5 separate regions of the Mus musculus genome follow, and regions 2, 3, 4 and 5 are each linked to region 1. Evidence: chromatin contacts called from public Hi-C and HiChIP or PLAC-seq data. All regions are on one chromosome and are shown on one strand. The core of a region is the stretch at or near the end of the contact, and the rest is flanking DNA. Distances in the headings are between cores, read along the strand shown. Region 1 has its middle 27 kb from the start of Zfp217. Region 2 has its middle 44 kb from the start of AY702102. Region 3 has its middle 37 kb from the start of Gm34542. Region 4 holds the start of AY702102 (cDNA sequence AY702102). Region 5 has its middle 52 kb from the start of Gm17619.

The links. A called contact is a pair of places that touch in the nucleus more often than the background predicts. HiChIP or PLAC-seq counts read pairs in DNA pulled down with a chosen protein or histone mark.
Region 2: a contact with region 1 is called in an H3K27ac HiChIP or PLAC-seq map of embryonic stem cells, with 3 times the contacts expected there. The contact joins two enhancer-like sites. A contact is called at or near these places in 6 of 484 Hi-C or Micro-C datasets (embryonic stem cells, germline stem cells, myocytes and 2 more) and 2 of 115 datasets of contacts at active chromatin or transcription factors (both in embryonic stem cells).
Region 3: an H3K27ac HiChIP or PLAC-seq map of embryonic stem cells shows a contact between it and region 1, with 2.2 times the contacts expected there. The contact joins two enhancer-like sites. A contact is called at or near these places in 2 of 15 datasets of contacts at CTCF or cohesin (large pre-B cells and pro-B cells), 39 of 484 Hi-C or Micro-C datasets (B cells, the C2C12 cell line, the F1.1 cell line and 20 more), 21 of 115 datasets of contacts at active chromatin or transcription factors (the HPC-7 cell line, astrocytes, bone marrow-derived macrophages and 13 more) and 2 of 9 other capture datasets (embryonic stem cells and macrophages).
Region 4: a Hi-C map of embryonic stem cells shows a contact between it and region 1, with 2.3 times the contacts expected there. The contact joins the promoter of AY702102 here to the enhancer-like site in region 1. A contact is called at or near these places in 12 of 39 promoter capture datasets (the 3T3-L1 cell line, embryonic stem cells, frontonasal cranial neural crest and 6 more), 21 of 484 Hi-C or Micro-C datasets (the N1E-115 cell line, the P5424 cell line, embryonic stem cells and 6 more) and 1 of 9 other capture datasets (embryonic stem cells).
Region 5: an H3K27ac HiChIP or PLAC-seq map of embryonic stem cells shows a contact between it and region 1, with 5 read pairs. The contact joins two enhancer-like sites. A contact is called at or near these places in 4 of 15 datasets of contacts at CTCF or cohesin (CD8 T cells, the NIH/3T3 cell line, large pre-B cells and 1 more), 47 of 484 Hi-C or Micro-C datasets (the AML12 cell line, B cells, CD4 T cells and 29 more), 14 of 115 datasets of contacts at active chromatin or transcription factors (the 230-238 cell line, CD8 T cells, the HPC-7 cell line and 7 more) and 1 of 9 other capture datasets (embryonic stem cells).

Annotation. Positions count from the first base shown.
Region 1 is chr2:170,103,172-170,106,095 of GRCm38.p6, forward strand. No RefSeq gene overlaps it. Among named protein-coding and RNA genes, the nearest start is that of Zfp217, 27 kb to the right of the region's middle. Within about 2 kb of position 1,475, at least 10 of the 459 cell types and tissues checked have an H3K27ac peak or open chromatin away from gene starts, as enhancers often do. A contact at or near this core is called in embryonic stem cells and memory CD8 T cells, where this site is marked.
Region 2 is chr2:169,917,982-169,920,905 of GRCm38.p6, forward strand. It overlaps a transcript of Tshz2 not described here. Among named protein-coding and RNA genes, the nearest start is that of AY702102, 44 kb to the right of the region's middle. Within about 2 kb of position 1,445, at least 16 of the 459 cell types and tissues checked have an H3K27ac peak or open chromatin away from gene starts, as enhancers often do. A contact at or near this core is called in embryonic stem cells, where this site is marked.
Region 3 is chr2:170,281,234-170,284,157 of GRCm38.p6, forward strand. No RefSeq gene overlaps it. Among named protein-coding and RNA genes, the nearest start is that of Gm34542, 37 kb to the right of the region's middle. Within about 2 kb of position 1,413, at least 12 of the 459 cell types and tissues checked have an H3K27ac peak or open chromatin away from gene starts, as enhancers often do. A contact at or near this core is called in embryonic stem cells, where this site is marked.
Region 4 is chr2:169,961,691-169,964,614 of GRCm38.p6, forward strand. AY702102 (cDNA sequence AY702102) reads right to left here and starts at 1,497. Exons shown (of 1, transcript NR_131974.1): 1 at 323-1,497. It also overlaps a transcript of Tshz2 not described here.
Region 5 is chr2:170,244,375-170,247,298 of GRCm38.p6, forward strand. No RefSeq gene overlaps it. Among named protein-coding and RNA genes, the nearest start is that of Gm17619, 52 kb to the left of the region's middle. Within about 2 kb of position 1,512, at least 58 of the 459 cell types and tissues checked have an H3K27ac peak or open chromatin away from gene starts, as enhancers often do. A contact at or near this core is called in embryonic stem cells and memory CD8 T cells, where this site is marked.

The DNA of each region.
Region 1 (2,924 bases), core at 225-2,724:
TTTAGCAACACAGTGCATGCCTGTAATCCCAGCACCCGGGAGGTAGAGGCTTGTGTAATGCCTATGCGGGGAGTTTGAGGCCCAAAAGCTTCAAGTTTGTTGTGCTGAGCTGAACTCTTGAACATGGCAGTGGTCTGGCTCAGATGATAACCCTTTATACCACACAACTCCAAACCCAGAGAATGTGGTTCTGAGGATGGGACCTAGGGTTTGCCTGTTACCAGGCACTCGCCAACTAAGCTGTTTTTGGTTGTTGTTCGGTTTGCTTGGCATTTTGTGTGTGAGAATGGGAGTTGGTTTTGGGACAAACAGCAGTGTAGCACTGGCTGGCTTCAAAGATGCTCAGTAGCCAACCTTGACCTTGACCTTGACCTTGACCTCCTGATCCTCCCGAATCCTTCTACCACCTCACCAAGTGCCTTTGAAATGGAGAAGATTCAAACGCAAGAGTGACTAGACACGAGTTGAAGCTCTGCAAAGGTCACCACCACACACAAGCACACATGCACATACATGCACACACACATTCATTCACACACTCTCCCATACACTCACAAACACACACCACACAAGCTCGTACAGTCATCCAATCAGGAGAAAAGGCAGTGGAGGAAGGGTGAATGTAGATCCTTATTTTCCACTATCCAGACTTCAGTACTATTGGGGGATTTGAACCATTGACAGACTATTTGACTTGGTAGATTTTTTTTATTGAGAGCAATTTCATCAGGATGGCAAGGGCTGTGAAAAATACTACTCGCGGACAGGATTGGCTGCCAGAGCCACTGTGCATCCTCTCGAAAACCCAAAGCCACATCACTCTGGTCACACAGAACTCTCAGCACCAGGAAGGAGCAGCCACAGAGTGCCATGTGCCTGATGCCAGCGCCACCGTGTGGCAAAGGTTTGAAGCTTCCGTTCACTTGGACTGAAAGATTTTTGGCCCGTTCCTAAACTTACGAGATTGATACGTATTAGCAAAAATGTCAGACACATAGGGAAACTTAAAACACAACCCTGTATCACAGTTGTAAGATTTGAGTGTATTAATTTGGACAGAATAAGATAGCAACTGAGCCACAACCATCAGTCAAGGTGGAGGCCAATAAAGATTGTCCCCAGCTACATGATAGTCTAAGGCCACCCTGAGTTGCATTAAGACCCTGCCCCCCTCCCCAAAAAAAGAGATTAAAACAAATTTTAAATTGGGGTGGGGGGGGTGAATTGAGACAGGGTTTCTTTGTACAGCCCCGGCTGTACTGGAACTAGAGCTATAGACCTGGCTAGTCTTGAACTCAGAGATCCACCTGCCTCTGCCTTCTGGATGCTGGAATTAAAGGCTTAAGCCACCATACCTGGCAAACACACACACACACACACACACACACACACGTGCACACACCAAGCCCTACAGGATGGAGAGATGGCTCTGTGGTCATGAGCACTGGCTGTTCTTCCGGAGGAAGAGCTCAGCTTCTAGCACCCACTCGTGGTGGCTCACAACCATCTGTGACTCTAGTTCCAAGGGATCGCATGCTCTCTTCAGGCCTCAAGCACCACGCACACAGGTGCACATGCATACATACATACATACATACATACATACATACATACATACAAAGCCCTCATGCAGGCGGGCATCAACCCTTGGCTTGTGAGCTGCAGGGTACTCGGAACAGAACCCTGGGATCATCTTTTTAAGTGACAGACAGGAGGAGGCATGGTAGAGCAGAAGAGACAGGTTCAACTCTCACACTGCTGCATGGAGGACCAGAGGCTCCTCCTCTCAGGGTTAGAAAGTTTTCCCCTCCAGGACCATCTACTGGGGTTTTTATTGGTGGCTGGCTGGTCTGTTGTCTTTTTGAGACAGACCAGGCTTAAACTCCCGGTCCTTTTGCCTCCACCTCCCACACGCTGGGATTCTGGGGATGAGCCGCCACAGGACAACTTGCCCGCTTCCACTGCTAGGCAGAAGGTGGAGGCATCCTAACAGGTAGTGAGCAGACCGGAGTGAATGACGCTGTTGGAATGCCTGCTGTTGACATAGGCACGCCATCAAGGATGCCATCAAGGACGCCATCAAGGAGACAAAGCCTCCTTCGGTCTAATAACAATGTATGTTGGACATGCCCACCATAGCTCTCCCCTGCCAGGGCTTAACGCTCTAAGCAAGTACTCTGGCAACCTTCTCAGCCTGGTTTGTTCTTTTTCTAAATTAAACTGGGTTTCTGATGCCGCTGGGGGAAATAGCAAAACAAGATCTGCAGGCTCTTCCCTTAAAACTATTAAGTGTCACCACCAATGGCTCCAGCAGGAGCAAAGACCATTCCCTTGCCCCCGCACCCACAACTGACAACCAGGGCAAGTTTTCAAAGATGTGTATGTTTGAGCTAACTGCAGGATGACATTGTTCACCTTTATGATCTAGACAGCTGCTCTCTGCTCCGTTTGGAGTCCAGTCCATGGCTGTCCTCAGGAAGGATCCGATCCTAGGACAACCCAGTCCCTGCCTGCAAAGGACCTAGGTGCTGCCCCACCCACGTGGTGCCTGACCCAGCAGGTCTAGTGAAACCTGACAAGCCGAATTTCTAACAATTTTGCTATTCTGGGGCAACAACGACAAAGGTCAATGCAGATGGAGCACTGCATTATGTAGAGTGGGCTGAAGTCATGGTGCTAATTATCACACAGAACACCCCCTGTTCGGACCACTGGGAAAGTCAGACTAGACTGTGGACAGGCAAGAGCTGGAGAGCAGGGTAACTCAGTAAGGGGTGTGTGTGTGTGGGTGTGTGTGGGTGTGTGCACGTGCTCCACACCCTAAAAGATGAAAATAACAAGGAAAAAAATAAAAATAAAAACCCTCCCCCTCTCCCTGCTCAAAGTGAGTTCTAACCCTCTCCATTTCTCGTGGTGGAGAGAGC
Region 2 (2,924 bases), core at 195-2,694, 190 kb before region 1:
AATGCAGTAGATCCACACAGTGACTCATTCCACATGTGTGTTCAACGGCTACGACGGCCAGAACTTGAGATAGTTCAAGTCTTCCGGAAATCGTAGTAGAGCTGCTTCAAGAAGGTTACGCCCAGTCCAAAGAAGCAGCTTGGAGAAGAACAGGGAGAAATGCCATGCTGGCCCAGGTCAGCTTCTGCGCTCAGGGTATCCAGGCACCTGTCGTTACACAGTGGGCGAGACTGAAAGGAACGGAGCTTAGCTGAGTGGGTGGGTTAGCGGGACTCAGATGGTGTGAGTGGGGGAGAAATAGCCTTCTCTGGAGATGGTTTTCAGCGAGAAAGCTCTCTTTATCTGAGGGTCAGCAGGGGCTATATAAAGCTTAGGGAGTGGGTAGGGGTTTTACAGTGAATAAGCATCATTGGCTGAGGCTGAGGTTCAAGAATGCTTCATTTACATGCGCTTGCTGGGCACGTCCTAACAGAGAGAGAGGAAGTTTAACCTATACTTCGGCCACCAGGCTACAGGACTATCTCAAGGGTGGTGGAGGTGAAGGTCATAAGGCTTCCATGTAGTGGACATACAGGCCCAAAGCAAGGGGAAGACAGCACTGCGCCTGCAGGGCTCGGGACAAAATTTTCAGGGTTTGGAAACGGCCTCATTCTTGCTCCAGACTGGTTTCCCAGTCACATGACTTTCCAGCCCCACAGTGCTGCTTCAGGCAGGTTTAGGGAAGACTTGCCCAAAGAGGAAGATCTGAACTAAAAACAGAACAAAAGAGAAAAACAGCGAATAGTGATGTCAGGGCATGCTCTAGGGCCTTGTTTTTTAAATGATCTTACAGCAACAGGAGAGGCCGTTCATTCAGGCTGGGGTGTACCACAGTGAAACCTAAGGATTTTCTAATTATTTTTAATTATGACTTCCATTTATATCTTCTATAAATTACAAGAGTTCCAATTGGTCTGACGACAAGGGTTATCGATTTTTTAGACTTGAGAATTAACTACCAATATTTAAAAACCCAAGAAATGGAGTTAAATACATAGATTTCCAACTTCTCAAACTCTTGGGGAAGGCCCACCTTGCCACATAGACTCCCTGGAGCTAAGGACCGTGGTCCCTTTGCATAGGGTACACTTTCTCCAGTTAACTGCCATCCCCACCTCTCCCTGCTTCATATAACCTACTATTTACATATTCAAATGTCTGCATCATGAGTCTAAATTAGTGAGTACAGTAGCACAGATAAAGGCTGAAGGGACTCTGGCCAGCTGGAGCAACTTGCCTCTGGCAGTCCTTGCCCTTCTCCCCCATTCCCTCTGCCTCCCTAAAAACCATTAGATTACATTCCTAAAGCCAGCCACCAAGGTCTATTCCCTTATTTGGCCACTTCCTCCTCCTGAGGCTGACTATCAAGGTCCAGCAATCAAAGTATTGAAGTCCAGCAATGAAAAAGCCCCTTTTGACTCACCTAATTAACATGCCAAATCAAAACCTAGCACAGCCTCCTAGGCCATTCTAACAGCCCTTCTCCTTTTCTCTTCTTAGACGTTGCACCTGCAAGGTCATTTGCCGGTCTGTGTCTGCCAGAGCCACAGAGAGTGGCCGCTCTAACTTTTCTTCCCCCCTTTAATAAAGAATCTCTCTGTGAAAACAAGTGTTTGGGTGTGGCCTGTGCCTAATTCAGGTATAAAAGGAAGCTCCCCTCCCACCCCTGAGACACACACACACACCGAACCACTATGCTGGGATCTCCTTCAAAGGCTATTGCCCTTTGACTATCTCTTGGGATGAGTTCATAGCCCATTAAAACATTTGCCTCACACATAAAGCCCTGGGTTTAATTCCCAACACTACAGAGTCTTGTATAGTCCGTGATGACTCTGACTCCTGATTCTCCTCCTTCCATCCCCCGAGTTGTTCTAGGCCTGGACCACCACACCCAGTTCATGTGGTCAGGAGATCAGCCCGGGATTTATGCACGCTGGGCATGCACACCACCAACGGAGCTACAGCCCCGTTCTTCAGCTTTCTTTTTATTTAACAAACAGTCATAGTGTGTCTGGTATATAAAAGTGAATGTGCTAAGAAAAAAAAAACAGAAATTCAGAGTTAAAAGATACAAGCTTGTCTCTAGAAGCTCACAGATTTCTGGGAAGAAAAACTATAATTATAACAGTACCCTTTAAACACATATTCTATGTAGTCAAAACACTCTGAGATCTGTTGCCTCATCTGGTCCCTCCGGAAACATAAGTATATTGGCTAGTTTTATGTCAACTTGACCCAAGCCAGGGTCATCTGGGAAGAGGCTGTCTTAACTGAGAAAATGCTTCACATAATTGGCCAATAGGAAGTCTATAGGTCATTTTCTTGATTGATGATGAATGTTGGAGATCCAAGCTCATGTGATTAGTTCCACCCCTGGACAGGTGGCCCTGGGTACTGTAAGAAAGCAGGGAGAGCAATTCACGGAAAGCCAGTCTCCTCCAGGGCCTCAGTTTCAGTTCCTGACGCCAGGGTCCTGCCTTGAGTTCCTGCCCTGACTCCCTGGGATTCGGGACTTGGAGCTGTAAGCTGAGATAAGTGGCTTTGTATCATGGTGTTTTAGCTCAGCAATAGAAACCCCAACAGAGACACTCTGGGAAAGCAAACCAGAGTACCGCTGGTGTCAGGCTGGGCGTTTGTAGAAAAATGGACCTGGGTAAGTGAATGTGTTTGCTTAGATGACAAAGCAGCTGAGCCAAAGGAGAGAGAGTCAAACCTCGGGTACTCAGTTCCTCCGGGTTCTCTGCCTGACTCACCTAACACAGTGCTATCCTAGTCAGGAGTTAGCAGACCTGGCTGTCTGCCTGTTTTATAAATAAAGTTTTATTGGGACTCAGCCGTACCACTTGCTTTCATATGTCATGGTTGGTTTTACGCTTTAATGT
Region 3 (2,924 bases), core at 163-2,662, 180 kb after region 1:
AAACAAAATTCAGAGCGTGGGTCCCACTAATAGCCAATACGCGTATGCAGTTATATGGGTTATTCATATTTTATATTCAATGCAGAGGTCTGGGGTGATGGCTTAGTGAGAGTGTCCACTGCCCTAGCATGAGGACCTGAGGTCAAATACCCAGGACCCATGTAAGAAGCTGGGCTCTGTCCATGGAGCATCTGAAACAACAGCACTGTAGGGGAGGAGACCTGGAGACTGGGGGCTGGTTGACTGTCAGCCTAGCTCCCTACTCAGTGACAGACTGTCTTAAAGGAACAGGGTAGATTGGGACAGCGTAAGACATCCAGTGGCTTTCTCTGGCCTCTGTGAATGCACAGAAGCATGAACTCCCTAGCACATGTCACACACACACACACACACACACACACACACACACACACACACACACACACACATATACACACATGGGTGAGCACACACATGCACACACACATTGTAATATTGATGTAATCAGGCAGCTGCTTTCAATATATGATCTACTTTGACCTCCAGAAATCTAGTGAGTTCCCTGTCAAACAGAACAAGATGTTATTGAGTTAATAATCAACCTGTGAGTAAAGATAACAAAATGGAGAGGGAAATGCATTCCTGCTGACTCAGCATGATGCTTTGGTGCCGGCAAAGATGATGCAAAAACGATGCAAAGAATGGGTGACCGACTTCTCCATCTTTACTGTGAACACAGCAGCAACAAACCGGTTTGTAAAGATCCACAAAGAACATTCAAGATTCGTCACTGGCCCTGAAACTGGAATTGCCCCTGAAATGTTAGAGGTCATGTAACAACAACAATAACAACAACAACAACAACAACAATAACACCTTGATATTTTTAAAATTGAACACAATCCGCCTAAAAATGTACACTGCCTGACCAGTAACAAATCATGAAGCTAGGTGAGATTTTAAAAAGCTGATATTAATTAAAACAAAACAAAAAACTGTATTGACCAATTGTGATAAGAGTGAGATTAAAATTTGGGGGTTTTGTTTTGTATTGCTTTTGAGACAGGATTTCTCTGTGTGATTAGCTCTGGCTGTCCTGGAACCGGCCGTGTAGACCAGGCTGGCCTTGAATTCATGAGATACCACCGCCCAGCCTAAAGTTTTGTTTTATTAGTCTCTTGACTTAAAAAAAAACAGTTTTTCTATTTAGTGTTATGTGTAAGGGTGTTCTGCCTGAATGTGCATGTTACTGTCACACTTGCTACTACGGTGGTAGCCTCCCATGTCCGGACAGCTCCTCTGAGCTCACTGCACAGTGTCTTTTCCAACATGGCTTCCTTCCCATTCTTTCCCTGATCTGGGGAGGCCTGATCCTAATCTTCTACCTTAGAAATGTCACATAGTCCTTGGCAAACCGGTAAATTCAGCTTCCTCTTTCCCAGTAAAAACCTGGGATTCCGGGCATGCCTCTTTATGCAAATGAAGCATTCATGGTACTCTGAACTCCAGCCAATGATTTTACATTCACTCTGGAAACTCCTTCCCACTCTGCACAGTTCATGTGCTGCCCTTGGTCCCCCCCCGCCCCCCCCGGAATAAAGTGTATGCACACCAACTGTTTCCCTGAAGATGATCTAGGAGAGCTGTTTCATCATCGTCGCAAAGAGCAGTGACACTAAAATCCAGGGAGAAGGCTTTCCTCAGAGAACCCCCACACCTCCCCACCCCCACCCCCAAACTCACTCCCAGCTGGACCAGGATCCTGCAGACCCCACCCGTTCCAGACTCACACTGTAAAACATCCCAGGATGAGTATCCAAATAAAAACCTAGCCAAAACTAAAAGTAACATTAGTCTGTAACTGTGTGTTTTGAGGGGACACAAATACATGTGGTATGAGAGGCACTGAAATTAAAATAATAATAATAGTAATGATGGTGAGGATGGTGATGGTGATGATGAAGAAGAAGAAGAGGAAGGAGGAGGAGGAGAAGGGGAAGGACAAGAAGAAGATGGAGGAGGAAGAGGAGGAGGAGGGAGAGGAGGAGGAGGAGGGAAAGGAAGAGGGAGAGGAGGAGGAGGAGGGAAAGGAAGAGGAAGAGGAGGAGGAGTCGGAGTCAGTTGACCACTGGACAGGATTTCATCTTTGCTTTTCTTGTGAGCATGAACTTGGACTGCTCAAAAGGCAAGCCAGTGTGACCTTTGTCCTCGCTTCCATACTCAATAAGGATATAAGTCAATTTGTTGGGGCTCAAGAGATGGCACAGTGGGCAAGAACACTTGTTGGTGTAAGTGTGGGGACCTAGCCTTAGATCCCAGCACACCACATCGTAAGCCAGGCATGACTGCACACAGTAACCCCAGCACTACGCCACTCACTGACTGCCAGCCTGGCTTTGGATTCAGGGAGAGAGCCTATCAGGAGGCACTGAAGAGGGATGCAGCCTGTGATCTGGTAGATACTGGTGCATGTACACGCATGTGTAGAAGCCTCGCCACCGAGAAAACCTGTGCATTATGACAGCAACAAAAACAAGGACCACAAAAATGGCTTCAGGTAAAGGCACCTGTTCCCAGACTTGACAACCTGGGTTCAAGGCCAGGACCTACACATGGGAAGGAGAGAAATGACTCCCTGCAGTTGTTCTCTGACCTCCACGTATGCCCTATGACTTTTGTGTGTGAGTGGACACACAAAAATAATATAAATAAATGCAATTAAAAACAACGAGGGCGACAGTTGTCGAGGTCTCTGAACACACCGCAGTCAGTCGGGGCTGGACGGTGACTGCTGCAAACCCACCTATGGGGGTGCATACAAATTCCAATGCCCACCACATTCCTCTGGAACCCCCCACACAAGCTGCCTGGTCTGTAGGTTTTTCCATCTGCCTCTCTTGCCAGCCATTTAGATGGAATCACTTTCTTAGCCTCGTTGTAGTTAA
Region 4 (2,924 bases), core at 247-2,746, 140 kb before region 1:
TCCCCATTATGTTGATGATATCTTTCATCCCCAAGACTGGGGCCGAGATCCTCGCTCCTCCTCCCCTCCCTCTGTAATCCTCACCCCTCATTTCTCTCCTCTCCCCATCCCCAGCATTTCGCCACCCCTAAGGCAGTGGCAGGATTCCAAGGAGTTCATTAAAGCCTGCCACCACCCTGTTGCCCACCAGGCATTCCCAGCAGCCCCCGGGGCCATGGCGGTCTGAGAGCAAGACAGTCACTTGGAAGGGAGTGGTCGGCTCTGAGGATAGGGGGACCCACCCTCACCCCCCGCCCCTTTGCACGAATGAGAGGAGACAGCAAACAGTTAATGGTTTAATCCTTTACAGAAAAAGTCACGGCAGACTCGCGATTCTTGATGGTAATGAAGGTGTCACACATTGTCTAGAGAAAGTTGTGCCTGGCAATCTTCCCTTTTTCGGATGCCTACCCCAGTGACATTTCATCTCACATCCACCTTAATGAAATGCATAATTAACATATTCTAATTGTGCTGAGCGCTGCGATGATTTTGACAGAACTCACTTTCCATGTCTAATTTGATGCTAATTTAATCTGTTCCTCTCCCGCTGACATGACCTTTCTTGATTGAGTTTCACTGAGGAAATTTTTTGATGGATTGATTTATCAGCAGTGCGGAGACAACAAAGGCTCAGGGTGTGTGACAGAAAATAGGAAGGGACCGGCCCTCGAAGCCAGTGCGCTCTGAACTTGCTGGCTGGAATGTCCTCTTCCCAGAGACAGCTTGTCTGATCTACTGATGGAATTTGAGCAATGTGACATTTGTGGGTGGGTTTGATCTTCCGATAAAGACGGTAAATATCTTATTGTGGCTGTAGCATTTTGCACAGAAAGCCCAGGCACCATGGTCGCAGACTCTTCTGTGGATTCATCTCTTCTAGCCTTGATCCCTGGATAAAATGTAGTGTCGGGTAGATTCAACCCACAGGGAAGGTGGCAAGGCAGGAAGACAGTGTCCATCTTAAATTGTCATGAAAAAAAGGCATTTCCACTAGGGCATGGGGCACGGATTCTCTGCTTAGGCTAAAACCTGCCCTTGGATAAGAATTGTGGGTTTTCCTGCAGAGTTCCCCACACCCTAATACATCCAGTTCCAGGTCTGAGTCACGTAGGTCAGGACACAGAGTGAGAGCTGTGAATGTCCTCAATTCTCAGACTCAACTGGCCGAAGGAACATTCGTCTTCCTCAGGCTGCAGACACAAGTCAAAGCCAGACCCCGGGTTCCAGATGACTCACACAGAACAACCCGTGAGCCTGCACGCTATATAAAACTGGCTGGGTTTTTTCCAGCAGATTTTAAGCCTTGGATCTGCATGGTTAGGTCAGAGTGTCTCAGCCAGTTCCTCTGAGGTCATTTCAGGACAGGGGATTCTTTGTTGGAAAGCGGAGGAGTACCCCATTCTTCCGAGGGGGTACCCCCTCCCTCCCAGAGTCATGTCAGCTAAAACTATCTACAAGCTCTCTCTATATCTCCCTATGGCCAAAAGAACCTTCCAACTGAATACCCCTGACATCATAATGTCACATGTGACATCATAATGACACAGCCCCAGCTGGACTCCCTGCCCCTCCTCCTTCTCAATGCCCCGTGTCCCCTCACAGTCTGGCAACCCAAATCCTACCCAAGTGCTTCCCAGCACCTCTTCTGTCAGAGCACAGATGAATACAATGTATGAAGTATTGATTTATCTATGGTCGGTCTCCACTCATTAACCTATGTGCCCCATAAGATTAGGACCTTGTCAGATCTTTTCCTCTCTCTGTTTTGCTTTGCTTAATTAGGGTAAAACACATAGGATACAAAATTAGTCTTTTGGGTTGTATTTTTTGTTGTTTTTGTTTTTTTTTTTTTTTTTTTTTTTTTGAGACAGGGTTTCTCTGTGTAGTCCTGGCTGTCCTGAACTCATTCTGTAGACCAGGCTGGCCTCGAACTCAGAAATCCACCTGCCTCTGCCTCCCAAGTGCTGGGATTAAAGGTGTGCACTGCCACCACCCGGCTAAGAGTGTATGTGTGTGCCCTCAGAGACCAGAAGAGGGTGTTGGCCCTCCTGGATCTGGAGTTACAGGCAATGGTGAGATGCCCAATGTATGTACTGAGAATTTTCCTCTGGTCCTCTGCAAGAGCAGGACATCTCTTAACCACTGAGCCCAATCTTGTTTTAGCCATGTGAAGTGCACATCTACACCACATCCTCATTTCAGAACGTTTTCCTCATCCCTACAGGGAGACACACACGCAACCGACTTCTCCCCTTTGGCCCCCTGGGAACCAGTCATCTCCTCTCTGTGACTGGGAATCTGCCTGTTCAGGACACTTCATACATGCAGAGTCATGCATGTAAGTAGAGTGGCTTTGAGAGAGGATCCACCCAGCGACTCCCTGATAAGCTGAAAATGAATTTGCCACATAACTCAGTCATTCCACTCCAACGTATATATCAAGAAGAATTGAAAGCAGAAACTCTTCAAAACCTTCTTAAAGAATTTAAGCTGTAAAACTGCATACAGTAATAATCATAGGTGTACTGGTCACTGCAGCCGAATGGTACCCACCCCCTGACAACCGCAACGCAAATGTGCTGTGTCCATAAAGGGAAGTGGGGGGCTGATGTGTGCGCCCCAAAGGCAAGCCTTGCCTGTTCTTTCTGCAGTGTGTCTTCATCAGCAAGAACAATGCCAGGCACATAGTAGGTATCCTGTAAATACAGTCTGGACACATGAAAGCTATAAAAAAAAATAAAAATAAAATAAAATAAAACAAAACAAGAAAACCAAGCAAGTAGAATTGTGACTAAGGAAAGACAGCCAGAAAATGCTGGTGGTGACTGTGTTTCTTTCAGTTTATGAAATAGAAAGGGAGGGAGGGAGGGAGGGAGGGAGGG
Region 5 (2,924 bases), core at 262-2,761, 140 kb after region 1:
GGCTCACTCTGTAGACCAGGCTGGCCTTGTGCTTTCAGTAATCTCCCTGTCTCTGCCTCCTGAATGCTGAAATCACAGGAATGAATTACTATGTCCAGCTTACACTGGGAAAACTTCTGAGTTCAGGCATGACGTGCCTCCTCTCCTAGATGGGAAGGAAGCTGCCCTGTAGGCTACCCAGTGCTAGTCTGAGCATCTTCCTGTGTATATCTAACTTCCTTAGAAAGACCTTTCTGTGGCCCATTTAGCTCTTGGCTCCCTCCCTTCTTAGAGACAAGGTCTCATTATGTAGACCAGGCTGGCCTCAAATATCCACCTGGCTCTACAGGGATCAAAGGTATGTACAGGGATCAAAGGTATGTGTCACTATGCCTGGCTTGCCTCTCCTCCTTTTTAGGACCTTTTTTTTTTTTTTGTGGTACTCCACAAAATCCAATTTATTATTATTTAGAAAATGATTTATTGATTCTTTACCCCTAGAAATATAAACTCCTTGCCAAACACATTCACTTTAGTATTTATCCTCTGATCCTAGTATGATGCCTGGTATATGTTAAAGCCGTATATGAACTCTCTGAGTCAATTATTAAGGGCTGGGATATATAGCTTAGTGGCAGAGTGCTTGCTTAGCATGCAAGAGGCCCCAGGTTCAATCCCCCACACCACAGTTGTGTGAGGGCGCGCGCGCGCGCGCGCACACACACACACACACACACACACACACACACAATCTGTGAATTCATCATTAACTCTGGGAATGTAGTCACAGGCAGGTGACCAGTATTTGATTGTAGTCAGTTTGATTTATAGGCAGGTGGCTTTTATTTGTTTCCTGTGCAAGGGTTGCCTTTCTGTGGAATGATAATGCCCAAATGTTTGTGCTGTGTGTGCTAAGAGCATGGAGTGGAAATGCCAGTTGATTCCAGATAGAGTCATTCATAATGGACCTTTATTATTTCTCCTCCTCCTCCTCCTTCTCTTCCTCTTCCTCCTCTCCCTCCTTCTCCTGTTCCTCCTCCTCCTTCTCCTTCTTGTTATTTATATGTATTTGTGTTTCTGTGTATGTGAATATGCCTAAATAGGTCACCTGGAGCTGGAGTTACAGGCAGTGCGGTGGGTGCTGTGTGCTGTGTGCTGGGTGCAGGACTCAGGTCCTTTGCAGGAACAGTAAGTACACACTCTTTTTAGCTAAGCCATCTCTCCAGCCTCATTTTTCCCCCCTCCTGAGGTAGGGTCTTAATACTAAATACCCAGGCTGGCCTGGAACTTTTGGCAATCCTCTTACCTCAGGTCCCCTCAATGGCTAGATTACAAGCATGAGCCACCATACCCTGCTTGATTGTCCCTTTAAACCCATGAATGGGTCAGAATTCCTCCAGCTCCTGTCAATATCGATAGGGGTTACAGTCTGAGACCACTTACCCCGCTTTATTCTCCCACAGGCTTCTCCTTTGTTCCAGTAAGTATCTCTTCGCAGCAGGCTGGCACACAGGAGATGATTAACATATCAATGGGAGGATCTCTTTGGGATCCAGAATTTGGTCTAAAGTTTTCCTCTTAGAAGCTGCCCAGGCATGCCTGTATATGGATTGTCTGTAATTACCCCTTAAAACAATGCCTGTGCCCAAATAAAAAAATTTAATCAGTGATGCCCCTGGACCTGTGCCTGAATAAAAGATTAACCAAGGAGCTCTCTGCTTGTGCTGAGACTTATACTTCAAGCCCTGCCCTGACTTGGCCCAGCAATGCCTGGCTCATTCGTCCCCACACCCGAGAGGTTTGGATTCAATGCCTCAAGAAAAATAGCTGTTGGTCACCACAGCGTGAAGCTTAATCAAATTTGTCTTCATGAATTTAGTGTTCTGACTCACCAGCGTGGGAGTGGGGGCTGATGTCAGGAGACACATCTCCGGATACCCGATCATTTGGCGGGTGAGAGTGGCATCGTGAAACATGGAAGCCGGAGAACTCGGAAGTTGGGGATGCCTGTAGGATTTCTTTTCCGTCCTCTTAGCTTTAGGCATTGACAAATGATGCACCGTTATCTGTCACCCCAGTATCACCCAGAGTCAAGACAGTGACTTAAACTGAACTATGGCACGGTTCAGGAGCAGTTCTGTGCTTTTTGTTTTGGTTACAAACTCCTTTTTCCTTTCAGGGGACAAGAAGACATAGGAGGGCGCCCTGGTTTGCCTTCCTGGTGCTGTGATAGACACCTTAACCAGAGGAAGTAACTTGGGGAGGCGAGGACCCTGCTTTCATTTACATCTTCATAGCTTGTTGGCTAAGCAGGCTGGCTGTGCAGATGAAGCCCCTGTTAGCACTCTCTGGCTCTCCTGGAAATTACCAACTGCACCAATGACTCTCCATCCGCAGCCCTGTTCTCTCCTCTTTGAGCCTTCCTGGCATCTCCCTGTTCTTCTCATGGATGCTCTTTCCCCAGCTCCCTAACAGCAGCATTCAGCAAGCTGTCATTCCTCTGAGAACCTGACACACAGTCCCAGCCCCAGTGCCTGCTTCCCCTGTTTGTGCAGCCCCTTTCCCTGTTTTTATAGCTTTGTGGTAATGAACAGGATCTGTGTCTGTCTGTCTTCCCTTCTCCAATTTTTTCTGCCTGTCTGTCCATCTGTCTGTCCTCTATCTCCCCACCCTCCAACTCCTTCCAGTGTTTCACTGTATAGCCCTGGCTGGTCTGGAACTTACTATATATACTATGCTGCCCTGGAACTCATAGAGATCCTCCTGCCTCTGTCTCCTAAATGCTGGGATTAGGACTAGATATTTCTATTGCCTGTTTTGTTATCAAAATTGTATTTGAAGAGGGCCTCACCCATTGATATATAGTGTTTACATGGCCCACACTGTGTGGCTGTGTGGTCCCTCTAACTGAGATATTCACTTCCTGGCCTTTTGAATGATGATGG